2 separate regions of the Gossypium hirsutum genome follow, and region 2 is linked to region 1. Evidence: chromatin contacts called from public Hi-C data. All regions are on one chromosome and are shown on one strand. Each heading gives the region's core, a stretch centred on a gene start, on an enhancer-like site or on the middle of the called end of the contact. The rest is flanking DNA. Distances are from core to core; before and after follow the strand shown. Region 1 holds the start of LOC107886630 (paired amphipathic helix protein Sin3-like 4). Region 2 holds the start of LOC107909595 (disease resistance protein RPV1).

What was found. Hi-C and Micro-C count contacts between places; a contact is called where the count stands out from the background.
Region 2: a contact with region 1 is called in a Hi-C map of leaf, with 2.7 times the contacts expected there. The contact joins the promoter of LOC107909595 here to the promoter of LOC107886630 in region 1. A contact is called at or near these places in 5 of 34 Hi-C or Micro-C datasets (callus and leaf).

Annotation. Positions count from the first base shown.
Region 1 is chrA03:101,490,636-101,497,576 of Gossypium_hirsutum_v2.1, forward strand. LOC107886630 (paired amphipathic helix protein Sin3-like 4) reads right to left here and starts at 5,523. Exons shown (of 24, transcript XM_041100055.1): 1 at 5,075-5,523; 2 at 4,761-4,942; 3 at 4,040-4,198; 4 at 3,751-3,937; 5 at 3,580-3,678; 6 at 3,302-3,469; 7 at 2,893-3,217; 8 at 2,346-2,482; 9 at 1,896-1,971; 10 at 1,782-1,811; 11 at 1,300-1,571; 12 at 1,049-1,203; 13 at 597-724; 14 at 236-490. The coding sequence starts at 4,837.
Region 2 is chrA03:101,685,705-101,692,509 of Gossypium_hirsutum_v2.1, forward strand. It overlaps LOC107909595 (disease resistance protein RPV1), which reads left to right and starts at 4,988. Exons shown (of 5, transcript XM_016837187.2): 1 at 4,988-5,703. The coding sequence starts at 5,168. It also overlaps the pseudogene LOC121218350 and the pseudogene LOC121218351.

The DNA of each region.
Region 1 (6,941 bases), core at 4,273-6,772:
ATCAAGTCACTGATAAATGAAGTTTTCAAGACCAGCTACAATTAATATGATAGTCCACTGTCAGTTGGCATCACTTCATGGTAAATTTCAAAGAATTGTTTTTTAAAAGTAAAAATCAAATTGCATAAATATATATAAAATATACAACACAATATAGTCCTCCTGGACACCAATGTATTCAACTATCAAGCTCTATATCCGTTTTTGCTCATTAAAAGGAGAAAGCTAAAGATACCTTTAGTGCTTAAGTTCTTGGAGTCCTGCTGCTTAAAATAGAAGCTACGGTGGTCAAGCGATTTATGATAATTCTTAGCATAAATTTCAGCCCAAACTTTATTAAAATCAGATCGACATCTAGCCCACTCTTCTTGTTTCTGCTTCAAGCGGGTTAAAATAACTGGCAAAGCAAGATGGGCATTCTTCCTTAAAACATCCATCACATCAAGTCCATGGTCACCATATAAACGTTCAATGCACCTAAGATTCAGAGCTGCAGTGACAGTCATAAGAGAATAGTCATCAGGAAAAAAAAAAGGAAAGGGTGTGCTATACAATGCACAAGCAGATATTTTATTCATTGTTAGTCAGCTTATAACCTGTGAAGTGCTCCTCGATGCGAATTGGACTGTCTAGTTTGATGATATTATTGTTAATCTTTTCTAATAGTTCTTCTACTCGCTTGGTTGTTGCATTCACTGACTCTAACAACATATCCAGTTCAAACCTGACAACATAAAATAAAGATATTAGAAATTACTGATTAATTATAATTGAAAACATTAAAATATATTTTGAGTGATTAATAGCGCCAAAGGATGTAAAGTTGAAGAAGGCATGCAGACACAAATTAATTTCATACAGTTAACAAAGGCATAAAATGGTTGTGAAATTATGTGCATGCACCACCGACTAGATGAAAGGTAAATTTACAACAAAAGCTTAGGCGGAGGCACAAATGCAAACCCCAAATAGAGCTAAAGTGAAATAAAAACACCCATGTATAATAAGGAAAAACACGGCGATTATAACAGCTGATGGAAGCTCCAACCTGTCATCTTCACATCGAAATAAGCTTTCTTCATACTGGTTTTTGCGCATGTGTTTGAAAGAGTAGTCCTCACTCCCAGAAGTGACAGAAACCCAATGATCATTGAGAACTTCAGAACCTAGCTCTGTTTTCTGGCTTGCAGAAGGTATTGGGTACTGCAAGGCATTGGACAATCACAGTAAGTAATAACAGAATCAACATATCTTCCTGATCAAGATAACAAGGTTGAGTATAAAGCAAAAACTGCATACATTCTTTGGAAGAAGTCGATAACTAGGAGTGCACCGTTCACAATTGGAGAGGTCAAGTTCATTAATGGGTTTTCCAAAGTATTTATTATCCTTGCTGGAGAATAAAGAAACCTTGTGACCTGCATCTTTATTGGCAAAGGAACTTCTGTCATGTCTATCCCTTTCCCGGGTTTCACGGTCTCTAATCTTGACCCCATTATCCCTTTCACGATCTCTATCTCTGTCTTCCATCTTAACTGATCTAGGTAACTGCCCTTCATTCCGCAAGTACTCTGCAAGCATAATAACTTGCTAAGAATATATTTAAGTTCAATCAAAAGTAGAGGTCGGTTCAGTTTAACTGTAATGCTCCACTAGTTTTGCTCAACATGAATCTATAGTGGATGTTAAGAGTTAAGACTGTAACAGTGATTACTTTGCTTTTTATAAACCACAAGGAAACCTTGACTGAAGTTGATAAGAGAACAGATAGTAGTACTTACTTTCACTAACAAAATCCGCAAGCAAGCCCTCTGTATAATAATAGATTTGATTAGTCAACAATGACACAGCAGAATTATATAAAACCAACTTAAAAATTTTTTGCAGATACGTACCATTCTTCTCGCACTGCATCAAAAACTTATTAAAACCATCCATCACATCTGGGTATCTTCCAAGCAAATCATTCACCTAACAAGAAAGAATTACCACAAGGCACTAAGTTACTAATTTTATTTCAGTCATGTCCCTAACCAAGCAGTTTTCATATGTATATATGCACATATATTATTTACATGAATTATATTAAAAATTGGTGACACAAATTATCATTTTGGGGGGCACAAAATGTTCTGGTGTTGAATCTCTGCAAAATGCATGGGTCAATTCAAAAAAGTGCAGGAATGCCTTGAGCTTTTTCAGTTGAAAAACATAATAAAACTTCTAGTGTTCCAACTAAAATATGTAAAACAAACTAAAACAATTAAGATAAACAACAAGAATTCCTCATGTGAGCTGATGAAGAAATTAGTAAATTACAAACAAATGATGTCTGTTAACCATACCAAAGATTGCAATTCTGTGCGTGAGATTACTTCATTGCTATAGAGACGAAGGCACCTCAAAAATTCCTGATAATGATCAGGATTTCGTAACTTCTCCTTCACTTTATCACAGAAAGCAAACTCCTGATTGTAAACACCTGATATGGGATCCAGTCAGTCAAAGAAAAAACATGTCAAGGAAAATCAAAAGGCAATTATTAACATTTCAAAATTTTACAATGCCAGATTATCAACAAGAAAAACATGCAGATGGAAGTTGCCATAAAATGATTACATCCAATCAGGAAAAGCATAGCCATTCACACAAAAGAAATATCCCTTATAGTACTTCCACGAAAAGTAAGCAGATACTAAGGAATTTAATGAAGATTAAATTCGTCAATGGCATGATAGCAGACCCCAGAAGAAAAATATTATATTAATATGAGGTTAAAATTATATTATATACTATAGAAATGTCTTACAGAAAGATAAGCACCTATTTATGTTTTTTTATTGTCAGCCATAGCTTTTCCTATACTGTTCAACTGAGAAGCAGAAAACTCACTTTTCATTGCATTTTTATCATCATATGCAGAACCATCCCCCCAAACTTGCTGCAATTGTTCCACACCTGATTCTTCACTTCTACGAGCAGGTTTTCCATTCCGTTTATGTGGAAACCGCATGTTGAAGTCTCTGTTGCCATCAATTTCAAAATCTCGATCATCATGTTCTCGATCTCTTATATCTCTGTCTTCTGTCTTGTCCCTTTCTTTTTCACCACGCCTTCTTTGCTCTTTTTCAGCTTTCGTCATAACTCTATCATGATCAGGATCAGCACGTTCCATGCTAAGGTCACAGTCACCAAGCAGAGCTGTACTCCTATCTTTCTGCCAGATATTCTCATAAATCAAATGTTAGCTTGATTGCTGATAAGTAATCAGGAGTGACTTAAGGATTAGGCTAAAACAAACCTTGTCAGCAGGCACTGCACACATTCCAGGCATAGCAGAGCTCCTCTCTCGGGGTATAGAGTTTCTACCAGTAGAAGCATAATGATTAGAGGCTGTCGCTGAGGTATCAGGCAGAAAATGAGTGAACTCCAAAAGCAGATCTGGATGGTCTCGGAAAAGAGCAGCAACCTATAATGAAATATAGTTTCTGATCAACAAAATCCAACAACCTAGGCAGCACACAATTCCCATTCAAATAGGGAAGTCAGAGAAAGGAAGGGAAATATAACCTAACATACCTCCTGGTAGACCTCAGTGATAGACTTATTTTCTTTTCTATACATGTTCAAAATGTCTAAAAATGATTTGTAGACATGGTCATCACCCTGAAACCTTGTCTGCAAAAATCCAAGAATGAGATCAGATATTATGCAGCTATCTCATAAAATTCAGCAATGCACAAATTCTACCTTAATTTTGTTTACAAAATTAATAGCTTCTTCAAACTCCACAGGCTTCTTTTGGGGAGGTTGTTCATCCTCCAATGGGAGGGTGATCTCATATCCTTTGGGCAAAAAGGTATTGAAACCCAAAATTAGGTCTCGATACCCTTTAAATAACTCCTTTACCCTGGCTATGACACCCGCAGTATCAATTCTACATTCAGCCCACCATTACAGCAAGTCACAAATTGCTTCGTACAAACATTATGAGGGGATAAAGAGCAAAACTTCAGAAAAAAGCCGATAATGATCAAACCTTTGAGCCTTGAAGTCTTTCATTACTTCAAGGAAGTCGTCATATTTCTCCCTCTTTTCTTGAAATATATCTTTAACTGCCTTGAGATATGCCAATGCATCATTTGTCGTAAGTTTCTGGGTAGCTCCTGTCCCTCCTACCATCTGCTGTTGCCCAGAGCTTCATCATAGAAAAACAAAATACAACATAAGATCAAAGATCTCCAGTAAATCATCACATATTCTTCCATGTGGAATTTAAATATATATCCATATACATGTGTATATATATCATTATCACCTTAAAAAGTATATAAACAGCTAGGGTCATTTAACCTTTCTACGCACAAATAAAACCATATCTTAATACTACACAGGCTCTTCACAGATGAAAAATTGGAAACTTGCCCATCTGGAAAAGAAAGAATATTACTATTTTTTGCTATCTACAAACATCTTTAGAGAAAATGAAATATTTCCAACCAGAACTTTAGGGAAAAAACATATCTTTTCGTCAAAGGTCAAAGATAATTCACAATTATAAAAGAGGCCAAACTTACTTAAACTAAGATTAAACAAGCAAAAACACTAATCAAATCTGCTAAACTAAACAAGCGAAAGAAAAACGACAGTAATTGACCTGTAACGATTTCAAACTTAATCTCATTGTAGCTTTCATAACGAAAACACGAAATTGGACCAAAAAATACTCAATATACAAAGAAGATAAAATTTTATTTTACCCTTCTCCTCGAGAAGAAACCACTGGTCTTTTAAGTTGGGAGCCGCCGATGTAGACCTCATCTCTAGACCGCTTCATCTCTTTTCCTTTTTCCAATCAAGATAGAAGTTTTTTCCAACCTTTTTCTTTATTTTCACCAACAAATCATGCTTTGAGCTTTGATTTATCTCCAAACAGAAATTCCTACAATCAACAACAAGAAGATGAAAAAAAACACAGTTATTTAAACCAAAAATTAAGCACAAAGCAGATCTCAAAACCAAACAGAAAATCACCAAACGAAGAAAATTCTTTTTTTTTCTTTTATCTCCTTACCTCCCCAACAGATCATCACCAAGAAGAATTTTACAAGTAAATTTACATTACTTGCAGATAAAGGCACGCTAAATGAAACAGAAAACCAAAATATTACTTCAGTTTTCTCACACAAAAAGGGGGAAAAATGGCCAAATTATAAAGATTAAAACAAACAAAAAAAAATTTCAGTGTTCTTAAGCAAACTCTGCAAAGAACAACAACAACAACAAAAAGGAGTTGAATATTTCAGATCGAAGGATTCTCGTGATTGTAGCAAAGACGTTGAAGAGAGGGGATTTTACGAGAATTAAAATTTATTTTCTTTTTATTTAATATTTTTGGCTTTGGAGAAACAGTGTTGTTTGTTGTTGATGTAAAATTTTTGAAGAGAGGAAAAGAGTTTAAGATTTGTGATTTATTTATATAATGGGAAGTGCGCGATGGATATCAATTGCTCTCTCATTCCTAATATGAAGAGGAGAAAAGGAGGTATGGGGAGGATAGCTATTACACGCCCGCTAGCCGGTTGCTTTCGTTTTGGTTTACCGGTTGTCGTCGGTTAGTGCTGGAAGGGTAATTCTATTTTCATCAATAAAAGGAAAATTAGGGTATGGTTAGGGATTTCTAAGAGGCAATTTTAAAAAAAAAAAATCATAAATTGTTGGTAATGTTTTTTAAAAAAATATGTGTATTAACATATTCTATTACGTTAATTAATCACAAATATGAAAATATATATATTTTTAATTCCTTCGCTGAAATTTTAATAATTTAATAATTTCGGTTGTTTTAATCATAGTTTTTTTAAGTTATAATTATATATTTTACAACTGGAAAAAAACAGGGTCTCAAGTTATGAAATCTTAAGCATCGAGAAAGCAGGGGGGCAGCTTCAATAATAGGGTTAAAAGATTGTAAAGGGGAAATAAGGGTAAAAGGGTAAATTGAATGAAATTGAAATTAGGGTTAGGGATTGGGAAGGGAGCAAAGGATATGTTGTAAAAATAAAAAATTGCAACTTCAAATATAGGAAGAAGGAGACTTTGAATGTGAAAAATGACAATGTTAATGTTTTTCTGGGTTTACTTCTCTATTTTTGGATCATGTTAACAATCATGCTTCGAAAAAATAAGGGATAAGAGTTAAATGGATTAGACAAAACATTAAAAGTTTTTCTTACATTGAGAAAGTAAAAGAAAACATTAAAAAAAATTTCTTGCATGGATTGGAGAAAGGATTTCTTTTGAGTTATTTGATGGTTTGTGTTAATACTACTTGCAAAAGGATAAGGTGTAAAGGGAAATTTAGAAGTGAAAAGTAATGGGCTGGTGAAAGCCTGGGTCAGTGAACAAATACATGAAGTGAGGGCTAAGCCCATGGATTACCCAAGGTTCAACCGCAATTGCTGACCCAAGTTAAGCTGGCCTTGTCGGTTCGGCTCTTTGTACAGGAGATCTCCTTATATTAGTTTATTTTTCTTTTTTTTATTAATTAACCATCATAATAACAACTCTCATTTTTATTATTCAATATATAATACGTATTACGTATATATATAAAAGGAAGGAAGGTTATACAAGTGGCAATTCTCTTTCTTTTTTTTCTTTTTTCAAGTTATGTTTTTAGAATATTTTTATTTCGATTAAAATATTACACGATTATATATAATTGGAATATTCTAAAAATCATAGAGACTATTATGCGGTTACCCATTTATAAGACAATAGTCAATTTTTAATTTTAACCTCTAGATTATGCTGAAACTTAATATTTAATCTATATATTTTATTTTTTTACATAATTTAATCCCTTTATTTTTATAATATTATTAGTTACTCTAAATAATTAATATTATTAACTATTTCAATCAAAATGCTAATGCTAT
Region 2 (6,805 bases), core at 3,738-6,237, 190 kb after region 1:
CTTCTATCGACCTCCAACAGTCCCCAATATACAATGTCATTTTAGACACGAAGACTTTGTAGTAAATAGACGCATTCATGCTATAACGCTTGATGACAAATAGACAGTCTTCTTTGGTCTCGAATTTTTGGCCCACGAATAACCCCTGATCTATTGCCAATCGGTGAGCAAATAATATATTGAGGTACTCCAAAAACTCAGATGCATGCATCATATCGAGATCTACGATCGACATATGGGCCTAAGATCATTGCATATGGCAATGTCTTGACTCGGGTTCTCGACTGAAGACACGTGAACATTTTCATCGTCATCTATGCCTTTGTCGTCAATATCATCCAGGATCTCATCTAGATTGAGATCACTATAATATTCAACCTCGTGATCAGAAGGACCATTATTATCATATCCATCTCTAACATCCGCATCGATCTAAATTACCATTGAATGTATTTGTAATTAGGGTCCCAATTTAAGGTTTTTAGACGTAGGTGGAATATTAAGATTGATGTCAAATTCACGTGCAGATGATCGCCTATCAACAGACGCTCTCGGAACCTCTGTACACGGATCTTGAGCTCCATATTCTTCACTTAGCAGAGTGAAATCTTCAACTCGCTCATCTAACTCAACAAACAACTGAAACAATTCAATGTGGCCACTCTTATTCAGACAATAAAGTGTGGCCATTGTCTCCACGTCTTTATCGTCCTGGTGAATTTGATAGATTTGTCAAAACTAAGAATTTGTAGAATATTTTTTAGATCCTCCTCCCACAACTTCTAACAATTTTTGCATTGATCATTTCTTTCATATCATCAACCGACACATTTCTATTAAATCTCATTATTATTTATTGGTAACATTCAAATATACAACCAACTATTGTTCAAATTATTCCATCAAAATAAATGCATACAATGAATTGATTATCCATCTTCAATATTAAATCTGTAAAAATAATTAAATATAATTAAATTTCTCAATAATTATTTTAAAAACAAAACAAGATTCTACTGTAAAAAATATAATAACAAAATTTTATCTTTGTACAAACCTTTTAAATCTTTTTGACTTTTTTTCTTTGTTTTCTCATATTCTACAAAAAACAAATTATTTCCTTTCTTCTTATCTGTTACTGCTACAACCATTCAACAAAACACAAAAAATACTACAACAATTCAACAAAATTGCTACAAGCCTTTAACAAAACACAAAAATTACTACAACACTATAATAAAACATACAAATTGCTACAACTGTTCAACTCAAATATATAGGGGCTTGGTGCCGCCTGGCAATGTCTTCTACTGGTGCCGCCTAATAGCCTCCTTTCTCCAACTGGTGTCGCCTGACAGTGGCCCTCCTACTGATGCCACTTGAGATGTGCCCTCCAAGAATGGTGCCGTCAGTGGGTGCCCATCCATCTGTTTTTACCCGTAGAAACTCATATTTTGCCCAGTGTAGGTGCTTGCTACTGGTGTCGCCATATATGACCCTTCACCATTTAAATATTCTTTTGAAACAAATTATGGGCTAATGATGGAAATGATTAGGCAAAAAAAATGGGTGGTGTCGCCACCCCTTTAGGCACCACCCTCGGCATTGTTCATTTCATACTATTTTTATAAATAATGCCATGAGGATACCATTTTGGTATTTAATTATTTCTTGTATTATCAGAGTAAAAAAACATATTATTTTGCTATTATATTACTACTATTTTATTGTTATTTTTTAGATATTGTATAACTCTTATTTTATTATTAATTTTACTACTATTTTAAAAGTATTTTCTTGCTAAGTTGCATCTATTTTAGTGTTCTTAAGTTTTTTTTTTAATATTCTCTATTTATTGGGACACATTTATTTCAATGGTTAGAAGCAAGTCAATGAAGATTGTTTCAATTTTAGGATTAAATTATAATATTATCATATACTAATTTATTTATTTTATAAAATTTATAGCACCAAACATGCCATTTTTATGGATGGAGAAAAGTGAGAGATATGGGAAGACAATTGCAAAATTTCTTGGAAGATATCGTTTTTAAAAAATATATTAATTGATAACGAAATAAAAAATATTTGGATAAATTATCTAGTTGGTGATCCAATTCTTTGGACGTTTTTATTTTTATCACTTAAATTTAAAAAAAAATTTATAATTTAATCACTACCCATTAAAATTTTTCGACAAACTTTTCCACCAATCAAAATTCTCCTTCATGCTTCTTTTTCTTTTTTGGTCATATTTCTTTCTCCTCCTCCTTCCCTAACCCAACTTTGTTCCCTTCTCATGCCCTTGCTTCCAACACCCGACTCGGCCATATCACCACACACCAATTTCTGATAACTAGAGACGCCTTTCCCTACTCTAGAACTACCATCTGTTGTCTTATATACATCTCATCATTATTTGAATTATCTCCTTGAGGTTGTGCTGGTGGAGGCTTCATTTTCATTTTTGGTCATTGTTCTTGCTTTGAACTTGATGGACGTAGAAACCACCAAAAATAATTCCTACAATTAAAATAACTCTAAATAGTAGTGAAGAGTGGTAGTAGGAGTCCACAGGGATTGGTATTATAATCAACTTTCGCATTTAACTTGTGATCAGAATTTCTGTCATGTCGATAACCGTGGCAATAGTCGTGCCCACGACTCCAAACGAACTTGCTGAAAAATAAATAAATAAATCAAGCGAGTTTTGAAACGTTTAGAAATTAAATAATTGAAATAACATAAATAAACAATTAAATAAATTGGAAATAAAATTAAATTGGGAATTAAATTCAGATTTTGTAAACATAGATAATAAGCTTTAGCCTTAGATTCGGTGGATTCTGGATTTTGAATCGATCCTCGAAAATTAATTTTCTCCTCCAAACAATAAACTGATTATAGCAATTAAGAACATTATAACCGTCAATTCTTTATCTCATAGTTGATCCCGGTACGACCTGCAAATCAATCATTACCGATTATTTAACCAAGATACACGCGTTTCCGATTCAAGATTCCAGCAGCCTTGCGTTCTGAAGAACCCAACTCGAATTAACAGCCTCAACCGCGCGAGTTGTTTAAACCCAATCACTTCTTCATTGATTTGTTCTCAGAGATCCAAATACAGCACTGCCGACTCATTTCTCCAACTGTCCGCAAACATGACTCCAACCCAACGTGCTTTTTGATTTAAAATCGAGTTAATTTTAGGAGATGAATTTGTCAATCTCGATACTTAGGAAAATAATGAATATCGATTGAAAGGATTTTTAGTACGGATACGTATCTTATGATTTCCGATCGAAAAGAATGTCAACCTAAAGCTAAATTAGAATTTAGTGAAGCATGGATTTAATTATGCTTTGGTTGGCTATGGAGTGAATTTGAATGAAAATAGTAGAAGTTGAGAAGGGAAGGGACTTGGAAAGCAATTAAACAAATTTTGCAAAAACAAGGAAATGGAAACGAAAGTAAGTTGAATTTGGAAGGAAAAGAATAATTCTTATTTAATTAAAGTGAAATCAAATGTCCTTTCAACTACCACAAATGTCCTATTAATGTACATATAAATTTGACTTGACTAACCAGTACACATAATTAAAATTTAATAAAAATAAAATTAGATTTTCTAATTTTAGCTTTCACAAAATCAAAAGAAATAATGAGTCTTTAGGTATTTTCAAATTTTTTTATTTGGTCTCACTTTATTCATTGTGTTGCAAATTGATTTTTTTCTCATTTTTTTTACTCATAATATTCCTGTTAAGATTAAAACATAAAATTACTAATTTAAATTTGACAGGATCAATTAAGAATTAACTAATTTAAACACAAAAAACAATACAAATTTAACATGTTATAAGAACTTTCATGGGAAAACAACCTCATTGTATTCTCCGGTCAAAACCCAAAATATAGATGCCATCATTAAGAACAAGTTATTGTACAACACAAAACCCCAAGTGCTCCCAAGGTTCATCACCATATGCTTAATGTAAACCGTTTCAGTAGCGATGGTAGCCAAATACGCAAACGCCCATAATATGCAATCAAAGTAAAAGCGGAATCACTAGCTACATACTCAATAGTACCACCCAAAATGATCAAAAGAGACAACTGTGAGCTTTGAAGGACAAGGCTGCCTCCTAAAGGTTGTATAAGCCAAGGCAACCAAAGGGGGTGTCAAAGATCTAAACACTATGAAAGTCTCCACATTGGCATGGTTCATGACGTAAAATTCCAAACTTGCCCAAAACCCACCCTAAAGCAAAAGTTAAGTAATGTAATGCAGTCAATAAACCTGGGTAATTGAATTTGGTAATTGCAACTTCGTTTATAACAGCACGTAAGCTTGAACAAAATGCATAACCAATTACAAAACTGCTTGTAGCGTTGTAGTTTTTGAGTGGATTCAAATCTAATGATTGACATTTTGGTAATCCAGAAATATTATAAATTTATTCTCAAAAAATTACTAACACCTAAAGTTAAAAACAACAGGTTTTAAACGAAATTGACAATGGCAGATGCATTAATGGGAACTATAACAGGATGTGGGTAGTAGAGAATGTTATATGATTTGACAAGAAAAAGCAACGAATAAACAATTTTAAAAGTATAATGATGAAATTAAAAGAGATATACAATGGAAACAGAGATCGAAATGAATGGTTGTGGGAAGGGCTGAAACGAGGTTTTATGGAGAGATGAAAGGTATGGGGTTGGCCACTGAGGCGTAAAGGGTGTGCACTATAATCAAAATCAGCGTGTTTCAGAGGTTGTTTCCCCACGTCCCACGACTCTGGTTAGGGAAGAACGATGAAATATGACCATGAAAAAAGTGAAAGGAAATTTTGATTGGTGGAAAAGTTTGTCTTGGTCAAAGAAGTATATTATAGTGGATTTGGTGTGCCAAGTCAGACTTCCATTATGGGGTTAACGGTTGGTCACTAAAATAAAAAATTTTCTAAGGCAGTGACTAAAATACAAATCTTTTAATTTGAGTGATCAAACTAGATATTACCCAAAATATTTTTAGGTGACACTGAAACGTGTTCCTCACTTAGCCTCGTATTCCGAGTGTCAGTGTCACCAGTACAGGGAGCGAATGTAATACTTTTCTTCTCATGGCTGCTTCAAATGTAATATTTTTAGGTAATTTATGCTAATAAGTGGGATCGAAAAGCTAAAGAGGAGAGAGAGAAGAAATAAAATGGAGAGCGCCGGTGTAGTTTCAACCACAACTCCGACGTCTTTCAGGCTCCGATGGGACGTGTTCCTCAGTTTCAGAGGCGAAGATACTCGTCACGGCATCACCAACACCCTGTACTGCTCGCTTGTGAGAGAAGGCTTGCGAGTCTTTCGAGATGATGACGCTTTGAGACGTGGAGACGAGATCGCACCGAGTTTGGTGGAAGCCATCGAAGACTCGGCTGCATTCGTTGTCATTCTCTCTGAAAATTACGCTTCCTCCCATTGGTGCCTTGAAGAATTGGCCAGGATCTGCGAGTTCCATAGCCGGTGCCGTAGACTGGTTCTGCCTGTGTTCTATGGGGTTGACCCCTCTCATGTTCGAAAACAGATGGGACCTTTTAAGGAAGCCTTCTTTAGCCACGAAAACAGATTCGGAGAAAAACAGGCCAACAGATGGAGGGAAGCCATGGCCAAAGTTGGCTCCCTAGCTGGTTTCGTTAAAAGGTAAGGTTTTCCCCTTTTATCTACTAATCACCTCAAATCTCTCGTGTTTCTGCAATTATTTTAATTAAATATTTAAGTAGATTACATTAGGGCTTTTGATATAAATTTAAGAAATTAAAAATCACACTACCATGCGAGTGAGGAAAGAATTATAATATTTTTTTTAAAAATAAATAACTTAGGTTTTAAATAATTTTATTGAATTTGGTCAGACAAAGATGAATTTAAATTTAGTGTTAATGATTGTTTTAGGTTTTTATTTAGTTAACAATCTATATTTCAAATTAATTCGCTTAACTAGCTTTCATATACACAAATTGATAGTGTGTGTTATTTAGATTTTAAATTAATCGCAAATTTTAGCATATAATTTTCAAAAATTAGAAAATTTTGTTTATTTTATTGCAGGATTATAAAATGAATTTATTTAGTATAAGGTGTTTGGTTGGATTCAGGAACGACCTATGCATGGTATTAACTATTAATATCATGTATACTTGCTTAACTCTAACCCTAAAAAAGATCCAAATTTTTCTATTTGAAATTTTCTTAGGTCTAATTTCTATTACTTTGGTTGGATTATTCGTAACCGGTGATTAGTTGAATCTTTGACTCATTAATTTACCTTTTTTGACTCACCCCTTTAATTCTTTAATTTTAATTTTATCCAAAGAGGTCAAATTCGAATTGCTATTTATTTATTTATTTAGTTTGGTGTAATTTTCGACCTAACAAGAGCGGAATCACACTCTGTAGGATTTGAACCTATAACATTGGGTTTTGGTCTCGAATTATGAACATTAAATTTTGTTCAAAACCTTTTATATTTATAAATGACTATCTAAATCCATTTAAGCTTATCTATATTTTTTTATTAAATAAAATATAATTATTTTTATTTAATATTTAGTAATTATATATATTTGTCATCTTTTACTATCAATATTTATTTCCTTTTATTAAATCTAAACATATACAGTTTAAAATTTTTTAACATTTACATTATAGTATAATATATTTAATTTTTATATGATATATAAATTACTTAATATACTTATGACCAATGTTTATCCCTTTAATAAGCTTACAGAAAATGAATGAT